3 separate regions of the Mus musculus genome follow, and all the other regions are linked to region 3. Evidence: chromatin contacts called from public HiChIP or PLAC-seq data. All regions are on one chromosome and are shown on one strand. The core of a region is the stretch at or near the end of the contact, and the rest is flanking DNA. Distances in the headings are between cores, read along the strand shown.

Region 1 (2,700 bases), core at 163-2,662, 240 kb before region 3:
ACACGACTTACAAAATTTTAAGACAAAGCAACAAACAGCTAAACGAGTTCTGAAGACTATGCACCCGCTAGGTAGAAGCAAGTTCTCACAGCTGAAAGTTCTCCATTACTGCAAAGTACCTTACCTACCTTGCTTGAATAGTTGGAGGCACTTGGAATGTTTACTTCTCAATTGGGCGAGGGGAAAGCCAAACTTACCTAAATGACTTGTCAAAGAAGAACACTGAAAGCTTTAACAAAATGTTAAAGACTCATTTTCAATTCCTCCCAACCGACCCTACCTTAGGAAGGACAGACAACAGCTCACCTGGGGAGTGGACTCCGACTCAGAGACCTCTTGCTCAGGAAAGGGCTGCTTGATCGCCTTCGGCCATAGGGGCTGGGTGATCTCCCGCTGTAAGAGCCGCTCCTTTCATAGCTGGAGGACCGTCTCCGGCTATAGGGACTCACAGACCTCTGTCGTCGGCTGTAAGGACTGGGTGACCGAGTGCTGGACTGGTAAGCAGAAGGCTCTTTGTAAGGTGGGCTGATTGACTGCCTTCTTGAGGTACTTCCAGGACTCTTCTTGTAGGAGTCATAGTTGCTAGAAGTGTGAGACCTTGGGGGGCTAAGATCGTAGTCTTGGCCATAAGAAGCTCCGGAAGGGCTGTCATCTTGCTTGGAACTGTCAGACCATTTCCTATGGGGACTCCTGGATCTCCGTTTAGGGCTAGCCACGGTTTTGTAACTTTTGGGTGTTTCCCTTTTCCGATGACTTTTACTCCGGTCCTTGTATCCAGACTTTAACTCTCGCTCTTTGCGGGTCTTCTCCTTGTGCATTTTGGACGACCTGGATTCCTTGCTGCCGCTTTTGGATAGCTGGGCCTTCCCATAATCATCACTCCCCTCCACGGACCGTTTGGAACTGCCCGATACCCGGTCCTTCATAGATCCAGATTTGGAGACTTCCTGATTTTTTTCCTTTTCCGTCTGTTTAGTTTTTAGCAAGTCTCGGGACCGCCGGTGCTGGTGGTGACGATGTCGGTGCAGGCGATCGCTCCGATCCGTTCCCCGACGTTCCTCGTTCTCCCTCCGGTCTGATTTGAAGGCCGTGTCATCGGAGAAGGTGTCTGAATCAGAGCTGATGTCATCGTACTCCACCAGTGGTTTGATTATGGTACCCAAAGATGCCGCTTCGGGGGTCACCAGCCCCACGTCTTTGGAGTGCTTGGACTTATGCCGCTTGTGCTTCGACACCAAGCGGTGACGCTCCCTGCTGTTGGAGCTGCCACCTCCCGATGACGGCTGCGAAGTTCCAGAAGCTCCTCCGCTCCCGTCCTTCTTGCCCCCATGTCTCTCGGAATTGGGCATTCCCTTTCCCCGGGCCTGAAGCAGGGGAAAAAGTTCCCCGGCGCTCCAAAAAGCCCCACCCTCCCCCCCAGCCCCGACTCCACGCCCCCCGAAGAGCCCCTAGACGGGGGTGGGGAGGGCAGGGACCGCAGGCGAGGCTCCTCCTCCCTCTCGCCGCCTCAGCGCCCTCCTACATGAGGTGGGGGGTGAAGGAGAGAGGGAAGAAACCAAGAGTTCCTCGGCACGGGAGGAGCGCGACGCCGGGAGCTGCTCGAGTCCGCCCCTCACGGCCGCCCACCCCCGCCGAGCCGATATTCGGGCCCGCGAGCCCTGGCGCTCAAGGAAGTAGGAAGGCGTCCGCCGGAGCCTGTGGGGCCGACGGCGGCTCTGGAGCCCCGGGAGGACTACGCAGGCCCTTCCCCTACCCGGTCGCCCGGCTCGGGGCGGCTGGCTTCCTGTCGCCAGGCCTCCGCGGCCTAGGTTGCCTCAGCTCCCCCCCTTTGTCCCTCGTGCCTGAGGGAGCCCCCTTCGCTAGCCTCCGCCTCACACCGACACCTCACAGCCACATCTCACTCCCTCGCCCAGACTCACTCACACACTAGATTAAACCGAAACGGCACTAGAGGGGGAGGGGGAGGGGCGAATGCCGCAAGTATCGCGAGACTCCGCTGGACTCCCGCGATACTTGGCGCTTCCCTTTTCACCTCGACACATTCCTTCACCAGAAAACGCGAGAACGGGACCCAAGCCGCAAACGCAGCCCGTTAGATTCTCGCGATACTTTTCCAACTCCCCCTTTTGGGGGGCTTTATAGGAGCGGAAGTTGCGGAGATTACCTTTAAAATTTAAACCTAAATGGTAATTCTTTGATTAAATATCCCCAGGTTCCGGTGGGGATGGGTCTTAGCACAGCTTGTAAGAAGTCTTTTGATTTAATAGGGTTTAAAAAAAAAAAAAAAAACAAGGGACAAGTGAACATTGGGGACATTACAGCGCAAGTTTGAATATTGGGGATTCTGGTAGGGCTTGGGTTTCTGAGACAGGGTTTCTCTGAGTAGCCTTGGCTGTCCTGGAACTCACTCTGTAGACCAGGCTGGCCTCGAACTCAGAAATCCGCCTGCCTCTGCCTCCGGAGTGCTGCGATTAAGGGCATGGAGCACGCACCACCACCGCCCTGCTTTAAGTCTGAATGTGCAAACAACGCTTGGTACTGCGGAATTTGCTGAGTTTAGGCGTTTTGCATTCATTTTCTCTGCCCTCACACCCATGGGACACTGTCCTCATTGCGAATTTACAGGCAAGGACTCCCGGATTCAGGGGGGCTAGTCAGTAGAAAGGTTAGAGTGCCAAAGTTGGGGGAAATGTCAGGATG
Region 2 (2,700 bases), core at 98-2,597, 190 kb after region 3:
CTTTGTAGACCAAGCTGGCCTCAAACTCAGAAATCCACCTGCCTCTGCCTCCCGAGTGCTGGAATTAAAGGCATGTGCCACCACGACCAGCTCGGAGCCAGTGTTCTTAATGGCTGAGCCATCACTCCAGTTCTTTAATTCTAACAACTCAAAAATAAAAACACAAGGGCTGGCGAGATGGCTTGGTGGGTAAGACAACTGACTGCTCTTCAAAAGGTCCTGGTGGCCGGGGGTGGGTGTGGGGGGGTGGGTGGTGGCACACGCCTTTAATCCCAGCACTCAGGAGGCAGAGGCAGGCAGATTTCTGAGTTCGAGGCCAGCCTGGTCTACAGAGTGAGTTCCAGGACAGCCAGGGCTACACAGAGAAACCCTGTCTCTGAAAAACCAAAATAAAAAAGGTCCTGGTGACTCACAAACTCATCCATAATGAGAACTGATACCCTCTTCTGTTGTGTCTAAAGACAGCAACAATGTACTTATTTATATATAAATCTTTTCTTCTTCTTCTTCTTTTCTTTTCTTTCTTTCTTTCTTTCTTTCTTTTTTTTTTTTTTTTTTTTGAGACAAGGTTTCTCTGTGTAGCTCTGACTGTCCTTGGAACTCACTCTGTAGACCAGGCTGGCCTTGAACTCAGAAATCTGCCTGCCTCTGCCTCCCAAGTGCTGGGACCAAAGGCGTGTGCCACTACTGACAGGCCCATAAATAAATCTTAAAAAATAAAAATAAAGACACAAGCTGGCTATAGTTTAGCAAGTCTGTAATTCCAGCATTCTGGTGACAGAAGCAAGTGGTATAGATCTGAGTTCAAGGCCAGCCTGATCTACACTGTCCCCAGATAGCCAGGGTTTTACATAGAAAGACACTGTCTAGGAAACAAAAATAAATAAAATAATAAAAATAGGTATTTCCAGACCAGAATGATCTCAAACTTTGTGCCAGAGCTGGCCAGTTTCCATCTACCAAGCGTGGGAGATGACTGGGGGTGTGCCATGACATCTGGCTTTTGGGATTTTGTTTGATAGCATCTATTTCTATAAAACATGCCGGGAATGAGGGAGCTGGCCGAAAAGCTGGTTTGGAAACCCTGGTGTAGCGGTGAGATGGGGAGGCGGCCTAAGTTGGCAGATACTGAGGTCTTACACTGTCTCGCTTCTACGGCAGAGCCCTGATGCGTTGCCAAGGCAACAGAACCCGCCTATGGCTTTTCAACAGTTGGGGCCAGGGGCTTACGTGAGGCAACCAAAAAGAGGCCACCAAAACTGACGGAGGGTAGAAAGTACTTGCGACTCTAGGTTCACGTAGACTTAGCGCTCATACCAAACGTCATCGAGCCGAGACGCTGACGCAGTCATATGACACCACCCCGGAAGTGCGAGCTAGAGCGGGCGGGGAAAAGGGCAGCTGGTTCCTGTAGGGATTAGGTCCCGAGAGGCCGTCTCTGAACTGTTTCCCTAGGTTTCCTCTCTGCCTTCGCTGAATCTTTCAGGTCCACAGACTGAAGAACCGTCTCCACCATCATGGGAGGCGGAGACCTGGTAAGTGCTAGAGGCCTGGGCAGCGACGACTGAGCCCGAGACCCACAGGCGCCGGGGTGGGGTGAAAGTCGGGGGTAGCAGTCGGTAACCCTGGTAATGAAGTCTTGATTTCAGCACAAGGGGGTGATAAACATGGAGAGGGAGCGGATGGTGAAGCCCACAGAGGGACTGAGATGAGCCTCGGGAAGATGTGCGGCGAGGAATGTTTGCTGTTGTCAGGATTTGCTGATTCGGGGGCTTCCCGGGGGCTCCCAGGAAGTCTAAGGTTAGGGAAGGGACAGTTGAACTCATGGTATGGAAGGAGGTAGATCTTGGGCACGTAGACTTTATTTTGTGTATGTTATCTTCGGACATAGCCTCCCCTGCTCCCCCTTTTTTAGCTAGGAGTTCACAGTTGTATCCTGGACCTGGACTGTTGAAAGGGTGGGCTTCAGTCATTTCCCATCCTGAGCTGTGCCGTTTAGAGGCGTCCATTTCAAATCTTTTCCATCTTTGTTTCCTTCCTTACATCAGTGTTTTGCTTTGATGTGTAGTGAGGAGGCAGCTTTCTTCGGTATCGGTAACACTTTTTTTTTTTTTATGTTAAGTGGCAATTGCTCTTAAGTCCTGTAGTTCGTTTGTGGGGAAGGAATGCCTTAAATAAGGCAGAAATATCCAAGAAGCAGAGAGCTAGATTAGGACACTATTGATCTTCTCAAAGTGAAGGTAATTGAATCAATAAGTACATCAGTTTGGGTATCTGTCCACTAAGCTGAATTTGCCGGGTGTCCTTAATTGGATCAAGTTGCAGGGCTCCATCAAAGTTAGTCTAGTTTAGTATGTGCTTCATGTAACTGTCTATTATGGACAGTGCATTAGTTTACTTCTGTAATAAAACCAAGATCAAAAGCAACTGTCGGAGGAGAAGGCTTCTTGCATCTTACAGGTTATAGCCCATCATTAAGGCAGCTCAAGTTGTAACCCAGAGGCAGGAACTGAAGTAGAAACCATGGAGGGATGCTGCTTACTGGCTTGCTTCTCTTGCCTTACTCAGCTTCCCTTGTTTACACAGGTAGACCACCTACCTAGGGATGGCTCCACCCACAGTGGGCTGGGCCTTCCTCTCTCAGGTCATACTCAAGAACACACACTCACAGACATTCCCACAATCTGATGGAGGCAGTGC
Region 3 (2,700 bases), core at 96-2,595:
TCTATAACTCCAGTTCCAGGAGATCTGCTAACCTCTCCTGGCCTCTTTTGGCACTGTGCACACACCTGGTACCCAGACATATATGCAAGCAAAACACTCACACACGTGAAGGAAGTAAACCTTATGTTGTTGGTTGTAAGCCTATCCTCTAACAGCTGAGCCATCTCATCTTCAGCCCAGAAGTACGTACATCTTAATGAAAGAAAACTTGAAGAAGCCAGATCAGATAGCTCAGAGTGTGGGCTAGCCTCTTAAGGGATTGAGCACTTACTGAGCAGCCAATTACTCCACTCTCGCCCCAGACAGGGTCTCATGTAGCCCAGGCTAGCCTCAAACTCACTGTAGTTGAGGATGGCTGTAGTTCTGGGACTTCAGGGATTTGTACCAGGCCTTTTTGGATCATGGAAAAAAAAATTTTAGGGACCGAAGACACCAAGGCCCTGAGGCAGACAAGTGTTGATGATTTCCAGAACAGAGAGACACCCAGTAAAGAGGGAGAAAAAGGGGGGTGCAGGAGTGGGGGTGGGCACAGGATCAGACCACTGCCATCTAAAGTTTGTTTAGGTGACAGGCGTCAGAGACTTAAGAGCCATCCTTCCAACGTGTCATCAAAAACCTAGGCCCCACCCAGCTCTGTACCCTTCCATCCTTAGGATGTGGTACCTGCCCTTAAACTTACAATGTGGTTTTTGGAGCTCCAGCTATCAGGTCTGCATGCCAGACTGGAGGAGGAGGAAGAAGAGGAGGAGGAGGAGGAGGAAGAGGAGGAGGAGGAGGAGGAAGAGGAGGAGGAGGAGGAGGAAGAGGAGGAGGAGGAAGAGGAGGAGGAGGAGGAGGAGGAGGAGGAGGAAAAAGCTAACAGGGACAAGCAGTTAAATTGGATTTCTTCCCAAAGACCCCATTAAAATCTCCATAGCCAGTTGTTTGTTTTCTGTTGTGCTGTTGTATGCTGGACATATTGCTTACTCTGATGCTCCGTTAGTGACAAGGAATCTGGAATGCACGTTGTCTAGGCAACGCCAGGCTCTGGCCCACAGGGCCTAGCACACTGTGGTAAGAGGTCCAACATTCATTCTCTCTAACTGAGCGCCAGGGTGTCCTAAGCAGGGGAGTGACAGGGAGGGAGGCAAACAACTCCAGGCTGCCCCCACGGAACCACAGCAGCTTACAGCTGAGGGTACCTGAATTCATTTTCTGCTGTAAGACATTTATTCTCTCCCGGGCCTAGAGTCTGAAGCCACTCTCCTTCTGGAGGCCCTGGGAAGAGCCACTCCTGCCAGCCTCTTAGCTCCTGGCGACTCCTGGGCATCCCTGGCCCTCCTTGGCCTAAGGACATCAGTCCAGTCTCTGCCTCTGCGATCACATGACTTCCTGGGTCTCATTTCCTCTGTCTGGCTCTTGCCCTCCAGAGATAAAGATAGCATCTGGGCTGTGGTGGTGATGCCTTTATTCGAAGCAGGCAAGTGGATCTCTGAGTTTGAGGTTAGCCTGGTCTACTGAGTGAGTTTCAGGATAGCCAGGGTCACACAGAGAGACCATGTCGTCAACAACAACAACAACAGAGACAGCAGCCATTGAATCAAACTTCTCTAATCCAGGGTGACCTTGACTCTACTTACTTGAAGAGACTCTGTTTCTAGGAAGGTCACCTTTGTGGATGCTGGAGAATGGGATTGGACACACCTTTAGGGAGGCTGAGCTTAAAGCCACCGCAGCATGCCCAAGGAATGGAATGTCCTTCCCACTCCTCCCCTTCAGAGCCAGCCAGGCCTTCAGCCTGAGTTTTGATGAGGCAGGTTTATTTTCAAATTCGCAACCCATTCCTCACTGGTCTCTTAGTCATAAGAGGGCATATTGTGCCTCAAATGCAGTTTGTTGGAATTTCTTCTGTTGCTGGGCAACAAACCCTGCACCTTGCATGTGCTCTCACGCTGAGCTGGGTCCCAAGCTGGGCTTTCACTTGCTTTGTGTTTGCTTATTTATTTATTATTCCTTGTATTTTGAGGCAGAGGCTCAACAAGTTACCTGGGTTGTCCCAGACTCTATGTAGCTCTGGCTGGCCTTGAACTCGTGAGCCTCCTGTCTTAGCCTTCCAAGTCCCTGGGATTAGAAACACGTGCCACCTGACGCCCACACACTTGTTGAGCACTGATCAGGTGAGGGAGAACCTTGGTCCAAAGGTACAGAGGTGACTCCCTTGTTTCTGCATGTCAGGGGCTGACGTTGAAGCAGGAGCAGTCATCTAAGGCTGCATGGTTGCACATGCCTGAAATCCTAAGCACTTGAGAGGTAGAAGCAGGAGAATTGGGAGTTCAAGACCAGTCTTGGCTACGTAGCAAGTTCTAGGCCAACCTCAGCAAGTTCTAGGCCAACCTCAGCTACTCGATTGAGACCCTGTGTTAAAATCAACCTGTATAGTAGTGGCGCACGCCTTCAATCCCAGCCCTTGGGAGGCAGAGGCAGGATCTCTGTGAGTTTGAGGCCAGTCTGGTCTACAGAAGCTAGCCAGGGCTACACAGAGAAACCCTGTCTCAAAAGCAAACCAAAATGAAACCAACAAGTTGGGGTGAGGGGAGTGGGGGCTGATTTTCTTTTTTTTTTTCAAAATTTTAAGCTCTATTTTTTTAAAGATTTATTGTCTTTTTATTTATGTGTATGTGCACGTGGTGCCCACAGAGACCAGGTCCCTCAGAGCTGGCG

What was found. HiChIP or PLAC-seq counts read pairs in DNA pulled down with a chosen protein or histone mark.
Region 1: a contact with region 3 is called in an H3K4me3 HiChIP or PLAC-seq map of the SCID.adh cell line, with 10 read pairs. The contact joins the promoter of Cdk12 here to the enhancer-like site in region 3. A contact is called at or near these places in 2 of 39 promoter capture datasets (hematopoietic stem and progenitor cells and pre-B cells), 2 of 115 datasets of contacts at active chromatin or transcription factors (the SCID.adh cell line and large pre-B cells) and 1 of 9 other capture datasets (liver).
Region 2: an H3K4me3 HiChIP or PLAC-seq map of the SCID.adh cell line shows a contact between it and region 3, with 16 read pairs. The contact joins the promoter of Cwc25 here to the enhancer-like site in region 3. A contact is called at or near these places in 3 of 39 promoter capture datasets (the C10 cell line, embryonic stem cells and neural stem cells), 1 of 484 Hi-C or Micro-C datasets (bone marrow-derived macrophages), 5 of 115 datasets of contacts at active chromatin or transcription factors (the SCID.adh cell line, bone marrow-derived macrophages, embryonic stem cells and 1 more) and 4 of 9 other capture datasets (adipose tissue, liver, macrophages and 1 more).

What each region holds. Positions count from the first base shown.
Region 1 is chr11:98,202,017-98,204,716 of GRCm38.p6, reverse strand. Cdk12 (cyclin-dependent kinase 12) reads right to left here and starts at 1,412. Exons shown (of 14, transcript NM_001109626.1): 1 at 307-1,412. The coding sequence starts at 1,349. Gm38963 (a long non-coding RNA gene) reads left to right here and starts at 2,087. Exons shown (of 4, transcript XR_880193.2): 1 at 2,087-2,186.
Region 2 is chr11:97,765,260-97,767,959 of GRCm38.p6, reverse strand. Cwc25 (CWC25 spliceosome-associated protein) reads left to right here and starts at 1,347. Exons shown (of 10, transcript NM_026186.4): 1 at 1,347-1,535. The coding sequence starts at 1,518.
Region 3 is chr11:97,957,811-97,960,510 of GRCm38.p6, reverse strand. All of the region lies in intron 2 of Plxdc1 (plexin domain containing 1), which reads left to right. Among named protein-coding and RNA genes, the nearest start is that of Plxdc1, 27 kb to the left of the region's middle. Within about 2 kb of position 1,345, at least 48 of the 459 cell types and tissues checked have an H3K27ac peak or open chromatin away from gene starts, as enhancers often do. A contact at or near this core is called in the SCID.adh cell line, bone marrow-derived macrophages, embryonic stem cells and 1 more, where this site is marked.